Linked DNA regions of Rattus norvegicus: region 2 is linked to region 1. Evidence: chromatin contacts called from public Hi-C data. All regions are on one chromosome and are shown on one strand. The core of a region is the stretch at or near the end of the contact, and the rest is flanking DNA. Distances in the headings are between cores, read along the strand shown.

Region 1 (3,309 bases), core at 758-3,257:
TTACTTTTTTTACCATTTATAAAACTAATATAAAATTCCTATGTGTTTTGTAAATGCTCCATAATTAATATGCTGCAATCTGTGACATCATCTTACCATAATTTGAAAGCACAGCATGTTTTATTCAATATCTTTACCCATAAGTTATCCATTTTATCTTCAAAGATCCTAGTAAAACATTTATTGGTATTCCCATTTTATAGGGGGAAGTGTTCTGATAGATGTATTAAGTATTACAAAGAAAGAACATATGAAAAAGACAGTTGTTCTTGTTTCTTCAGTAAATACTTAGCTCTTATTTCTCCAGATACAGATCATTCATCCCTCAGGGAAACATTTCCTTTCTGACTCTAAGTGAAAGCTATGGAGGAACTGCTAAGTGCTGAACATCCAGTCATCGACATCAATGTCAATCAAGGTTGACATCGATGTTATAGCATATGAGATCCATGCTTTCAAAAGGGTCCCAGTGATGTGAGAATGCCATCAGCACCAGGGCAAGCTGTAAGGCAAGGGAAAGTTCCTATGGTTTCAAAGTTGCTGGCTTGCGCGCGCGCGCGCGCGCGCGTGTGTGTGTGTGTGTGTGTGTGTGTGTGTGTGTGTGTGTGTGTGTGTGTGTGTGTGACTCATTATCCCTATATAACCTAGGCTGGCTTTGAACTCTCACTCATTATACTTTAGCCTCTCAAGTGCTGGGGTTCAACGCTGTTCCATATCTACCCTTCCTTCTTCAGCAAATCCAGTTGTTTTCTTCTTCTTTTCCATAGTTTCTTGGTTTTGTTTGTCTGTTTGCTTGTTTATTTTCAGTTTTTATTTTACTTTTTTAACTATTGATGGCTGGAGACGATAAAACAAAGCAACAGATGAGATACAGTGAGCTGCTAGATTTGATTCAATTTTTAATATCCTGACAATCAAAATCTCCATCTGCTATAAATGTGCCCTGATTTTAAATTTAATAATTGTTTTTGGTAGGTTACTCCATGTCCAAGAAATTTCTACTTACTGTATGTACTTACTGAACACTTATTTTGCTGAAATGCCATCTTTAGTGCTGGAAAGATGAACAAATGAAGAGGTGCTGGCTCGATATGAAACCCTTCATTTTTCTCTCCCATATTCCATTGCTTCTGTTATTTATTTTTCAGACGAGTTGAGGAAAATTGTCTTACACAAATATACTAAAATCTGGGTGAGACCTTTGGCCCCAACCATTGCTCATTGCCTGCTGCTGCTCCTTCTCTTGAGAGGGTTGATATCTGCCTCCTGGAACTGCACCAGTACAGACATCTCCAGACCGAGCCTTCTTCTGCAGTCAGCTTTCCATGAGAATGGATCTTGGTGCCATTCTCGTTATACAGCTCTTGAGAGGCCGAGTTGGAAGTCGACTTCTGAAATGACCTTTGTCTTCCCTTACTGTCATCTGCTTTTCCTATCCTGGATGGGTTCTCCTTGAGAGCATCCTCACTTGTTGAGTGTCCCCTCTCAGGACTTGGTGGTTAGTTTCTTGTGATCTTAATGCAAGGGAGGCTCATCTGGCAAGAGGGGACCTCAATTGAGAAAATGACTCCATCAGACTGGCCTGTAGGCAAGTCTTTGAGGCATTTTTCTTAATGATTGCTGTGAGAGTCTCTGCTAACCCTTGGGCACATAACTTCTGGGTTATATAAGAAAGCAGTCTGAGGAAACTGCATGAAACATTCTCCCATAATCTTTGCAAGATCCTGAATCTAGGTCCCTGCCTCGGGTACTTGACTTAGCTTCGAGATGGATTGTAGCTCTGATGTAAACTAGCTTCTCCCCTTTCTCCCTGCTGCTTTTGTCACAACCATGGAAGGCAAACTGGAACAGACAATCCCTGTTTTGGACTTTTTGCTCTCTTACATATTTTTTCATATAAAAATTATGTTTATCCTTCCTACCAGCTTCTGTGCTCACCAATCACACACTTGCAACTCTGTGGTAAATGAGCAGAAGCTGCAGCCTTGTGGTGTTGGAGTTTGATACTAAACATACATATTCCATAACGTATGCTGCTTCATAGCTGGACAAGCTGGTACGACTGAGGAGAGGCACATGTCCTGTGTTCCCTAAAATAGTATAGCAGCAGCTGCACTAATTTTAGTTAGGAACAAAATTGCCTGTGGATGTAAAGGCTTTGTTGTTTTCTTCACAAAGTCAGCTTGTATGGAAAAACTGGCTAGAAATAGGAGAAATTAACTACGTCATAATTTCCACATAAACTAAAGTAAATGAAGGATCTACAGAATAGATGTTAGAGATTTTTCTCTAGTATTAATATGAATATCTAATTGAGCTGTTTGGACTTGAGAGGGATAGAGAGATGATAGGGGGTTCTCATATTCACAGCCAATGAGCATTGAGTTGTGAATAACAGGCAGAATGTTCTCTCAGTAAAAGGGCAAAGACTAAAGTAGAAAAAAATGTAAAAATTGATAGTTATTTCAGGGAAGTGGAGTTGCCACATGAGAAACTGGAACAGAACCAGCATTGGGGTAAGAAGGTCGAGGGGAAAGAAACAGAGCGGGCTAGTCAGGGAACTTGTTGACAGCATTTTGTTATTTAAGTTTGGTAGACAAGTTTGGACAAAGGGAATGTGTCTTTATTAGATGCATATATTATGATAAAAGATCCCAAAGGTGCCCATTTATTTTTCATCCATGAGATGTATATAATTATTGTCTTACCTTTCACTCGTGGGAACCAAACTTAAAGGGAGCTAGCTTGCCTGGCACAGGAAAGGTGTTGACCTGAATTTCATACTCCCTGACTTGGTTCTGTGCCATGACATACTGTGTTGTGAACTTGACCAACTGCTCTTTGCATCTCTGTGATCTTCTGGTATCTTCTCTATCCATAGAGTTGGAAATCTGAAACTCTAATATGTCACTAATGCTTTATAGCTAATTTTAAATCCAGTTGTCCAACTGTAATGACTTTTAAGGCAATGCTGTGAAGTTCTGAGCGTCTGTCATATTTCCAGCAATAGTTGCCCCTTTCTGGAATGTTGATACATTCTGGCTTCTCGGTAGCAGGAATTACTGAACAGGTCCATAGCCGGTGACTCAGTAACAAACATGATCTTGCAGGTTTGAGCATGGACCTTCTCAGCTTCTACCTTTTTCACCCAGAGAACAGACATTTCTTAGGTTAGTTATCATTGGAGTCATTCTCCTTTTCTTTCATTGGTTCAGTTGTCTCCCTTAAAACTTACTCATAGATGATTAGAATGATATCTCTACCCTACTGATTTTTGAGCTTTTGATTGTCAAATTTTGCTTCAAGTAG
Region 2 (3,719 bases), core at 387-2,886, 950 kb after region 1:
TTATGTTGTTAAGAGAGATTAAGTGAAAATGTTTTGATAGACTTGTTTTATCTAAAGAACTTTAATGAGATTATATTTGTGAGGTACATTATACAGATTTTCAGGCTGATAAAACTTAGATTAAAGAAAGTCAACAGAATTCTTACTGTACTTAGGTCACAAGTAAATTAAGAAATAGGCCTGACTATAAACATAGTTAATAATACTGTTAGATGTTTTTTTTTAAATTCTCACCTATCAGGGGTAAGAGGTGTTTTCCTCCCACATCTGTTTATCCTCACTCAGGTACAGCACCATTCAGGATATCAGTGTGTATAGAGATGGGGATACAGCACCATTCAGGATATCAGTGTGTATAGAGATGGGGATGGGCAAAGCACTGGCGCTGTCTGCTTAGAGTTCTGCAGAAACAGCATGAACAAGCAGAAAAAAAAATGTTGCCCAGACCCTCAGGTTTCACGGAGCCATGCCCACTACTGAGACATTGTGTGGATCCATTCTTTTGAAGACAGACTATTCAACTCCAGTTGGCAGAGGACAGTTGAACATTCTGGGGAAAGCTTTTGCCTACTCTGATGATGTAGCCTCATTCAGGTTGCAGGCTTATCTTTCTCATTTCTCATTATAAACCTAAAATCGTGTAAAGCATTTCTTCATGTTGTAGATTCTTCACACCGCCATTAGATAGGCAAACAGCCTATTGCTCATAAAAAACGTGTCTGCTCTTTGCTCTGAAGAGAATGGTTAAAAAAAACAATCTGGAATTTCTTAAAACATAGATCTGGGGGGTTATGACACAGTACCAAGTAAATCTCTTGGAAGGGGAGAATGTGTGGAGTTCAAGCTCAATTGTAAGTAATGGTCAGTCAATGAATTATGCCTACAAAGTGAAGCCCCAGTTAAAAACTAACTGAGCTCAGCTGAGGATTCTTAGATGATGAGAACATATCAATGAGATGAGGATTATTGTCCTGAGGAATTTTAAGTGGCCTACTTGGTTTGCTTAGACATAGCTCTGAGCATCTTGCTATTTAACTGTTCCTCCTCTGTGCCCTTTATAACTATACTACAGTAGTGAACAGAATGTTTTACTAAATCCTGGGAAGTATTCTAATAAATTGTCAAACCTTAGGTAAATAAATGGAACCTCCAAAGTTAAAGCCAACTGCCCAACAATACAGGTTCCCTGGGATCACTGAAGCACGCAGCTTTTATCTGAAGTGACTGAAGTCTTGTGTAGGGCTTGCCCTGAACCTCCAAAGTCTGACTTTCCTGGGGAGTCAGAGCCAGTTTTTCCTGCCATGGTCCAAAGAGTTGTACAATTTTCCTAGGTTTCTTTAAACATTAAGAGAAAACAGTCTCTAACCTGCATCCTCCTTGCTCTAATTAAGTGTGCTTTCCACAATACCTTGATGAAATACCTTAGGATCTTTCAGGAAAAGTTAAACCTAGGATTAGGGACTACTCAAGTTAAAGATGGCTGAAGATCTCTCAGAATATTACAAAATATGTGATGTTATCAAAAATAACTTGTCTGGAAAAATAGCTTCTCAGGAAAAGCAGAATGCATGTACAATGATTTCTCAATGTGTTCCTAAGTGCTTACTGCTCACTATGTAATCTAGAGACATTATGTAACGTGGTTCTAAAGTTAGAGGATACGCCCCAGATCTCCTTCTGGCATCACTGTCTTTGCACACTTGAGCTCTAAGATTACTTTTATTACTCATATTTTTTATGAAATCACATGAAGCAAGTCTACAATTTTAGTAACAATCTTCTTAAATGTGCTGAGAAAATGATAACTTTTTTATTTTTCTATAACTGTCTTTTGATTTCTCACAACCACCCACCTGCTGTGTGTGTGTGTGTGTGTGTGTGTGTGTGTGTATGTGTGTGTGTGTTGTGTGATTTCATTTGTGGGGTAGAGATGATTTGTGTAGATTTTTTTAAGTATAATACACATGCACAAGTATGTATGCATCATGAACGTACAGTTATGTGAACTTTCACAAAGATAAACATATTTATCCAAGAAACAAAATGTGTCAATCATTGTAGTGGATTCCGTGGTGTCCCATCTAGAAAGATGTTGAAATGTGACACTTTCAAACCAGCATTCAGAGTGTTTGATGGCAATCTGTGAAACACCTATTTGCTTTAAGAAGCCACTGACATCTGTACCCAACATTATAAGCAGAGCCCATTAGTTATCTTTTCCAATTGTAGCCCGTACCATTTCTAGATGCTGCTATAAATCTTTCTTTACGGTGGAATCCTTTCATGACTGTTATGAGGTTCTGGCTCATGTGGTCACTCTTGCTGTGGTCCAAAATTAAACTTCTTTACCACAGCATAGTAACAACCTTTGGAAGGATCCTCTATCAGACTCTCAGTGATTTTTTTCTTTATTCAAGAGCAGGATAGAGTTGCACAAGAACCACCTCCATACTCCTGTCAACACACCTTATCACACCTTATCACAAAATTTGCTTTCATAAGAAATCTTAAGACCAGAGCAATGGCATTCTGATAACAAGGTCCACCTCTCTACCATTTTCTAATCCTCTGACCTTGCAGCAACACTACTCCCTAACTAATGTCATTGTGACAAGGGTCATAGGCAGAAAAAAAGAGTGTCGTACTTAGTTAGGGTTTCATTGCTGTGAAAAGGAAAACATTTAACTGGGGCTGGCTTACAGTTTCAGAGGTCTTGTCCATTAGCATCATGGCAGGAAGCACGGAAGCAGCTTGCAGGCAGACATGGTGAGGGAGGAGCCAAGAGTTCTACATATTGATCTAAAAGCAGCAGAAGAGGACTGTCCTATACACTAGACCCAGCTTGAGCACAGCAGATCTCAAAGTCCACCTCCACAGTGACACACCTCCTCCAACAAGGCCACACCTACTAATAGTGCCAGATACCATGGACCAAGCAATCAAACACTTAAATCTATTAGTGCCATACCTATTCAAACCACCACAGAAAGGCTTCCAAAGTTATTCAAGCCTATTCAATTCCAATGTACATAGGCCATAACATACCCACCTAATGGTCTTAAAGAAACACTGGCCCCATTTTGACCTTCAGCTTTAACTGAAAACTGATAGATAACAACTACAGAAGACAGGAGGTCCACATGCTCACAGATAAACATTAGAGAAACCAGAATTGTTAAACACGCAGGTGTCTCTTCATATGAAGACATACGCATGTCTGTTTCTATCCAAGAAGGCTGTGAGTGGGTGTTGTTTAATAGCCTGGTTATCTTTTGCTGTTCTGTAAAGCCAGGCCTCACTTGAATCCTCCTTATTCTGAACATTGTTTCTCACCCCATAGAACCCATCCTTACGAAAGAGGCATCTTGTACTTTGCAAAAGAGGTTTACTATTATGCTTATTATAAGTGATTTTCCTCTAGACCCTTCATACTGATTATTGTTTCCCAGTCAGTTGTTTCTCAGTCCTTTCTTGCAGAAGAGGTCTCAGGTACCTTACCAAAGACATGTCCTTTACAAAGGAGTTGTGGTATAACAGTGCCTCAAGCTTTGTTGTGATAGTTGTCATGTGGAAACCTGTTTTTCCAAGCTTGTACTGTTTTTCAGTGTGTGAACAATGAATGGCTCGCAGTCAGACTCTAACAGTTTGATCCAGCATTGTCAAGTAAGTCATGCCGAGAGGGGTTTCCGTCTTGATGCTCACAGTTTTTATCTCTGATG

Evidence for each region. Hi-C and Micro-C count contacts between places; a contact is called where the count stands out from the background.
Region 2: a contact with region 1 is called in a Hi-C map of frontal cortex, with 1.9 times the contacts expected there. The contact joins two enhancer-like sites.

What each region holds. Positions count from the first base shown.
Region 1 is chr3:146,290,469-146,293,777 of GRCr8, forward strand. No RefSeq gene overlaps it. Among named protein-coding and RNA genes, the nearest start is that of Btbd3, 230 kb to the left of the region's middle. Within about 2 kb of position 2,008, at least 10 of the 93 cell types and tissues checked have an H3K27ac peak or open chromatin away from gene starts, as enhancers often do.
Region 2 is chr3:147,239,110-147,242,828 of GRCr8, forward strand. No RefSeq gene overlaps it. Among named protein-coding and RNA genes, the nearest start is that of Sptlc3, 61 kb to the right of the region's middle. Within about 2 kb of position 1,637, at least 5 of the 93 cell types and tissues checked have an H3K27ac peak or open chromatin away from gene starts, as enhancers often do.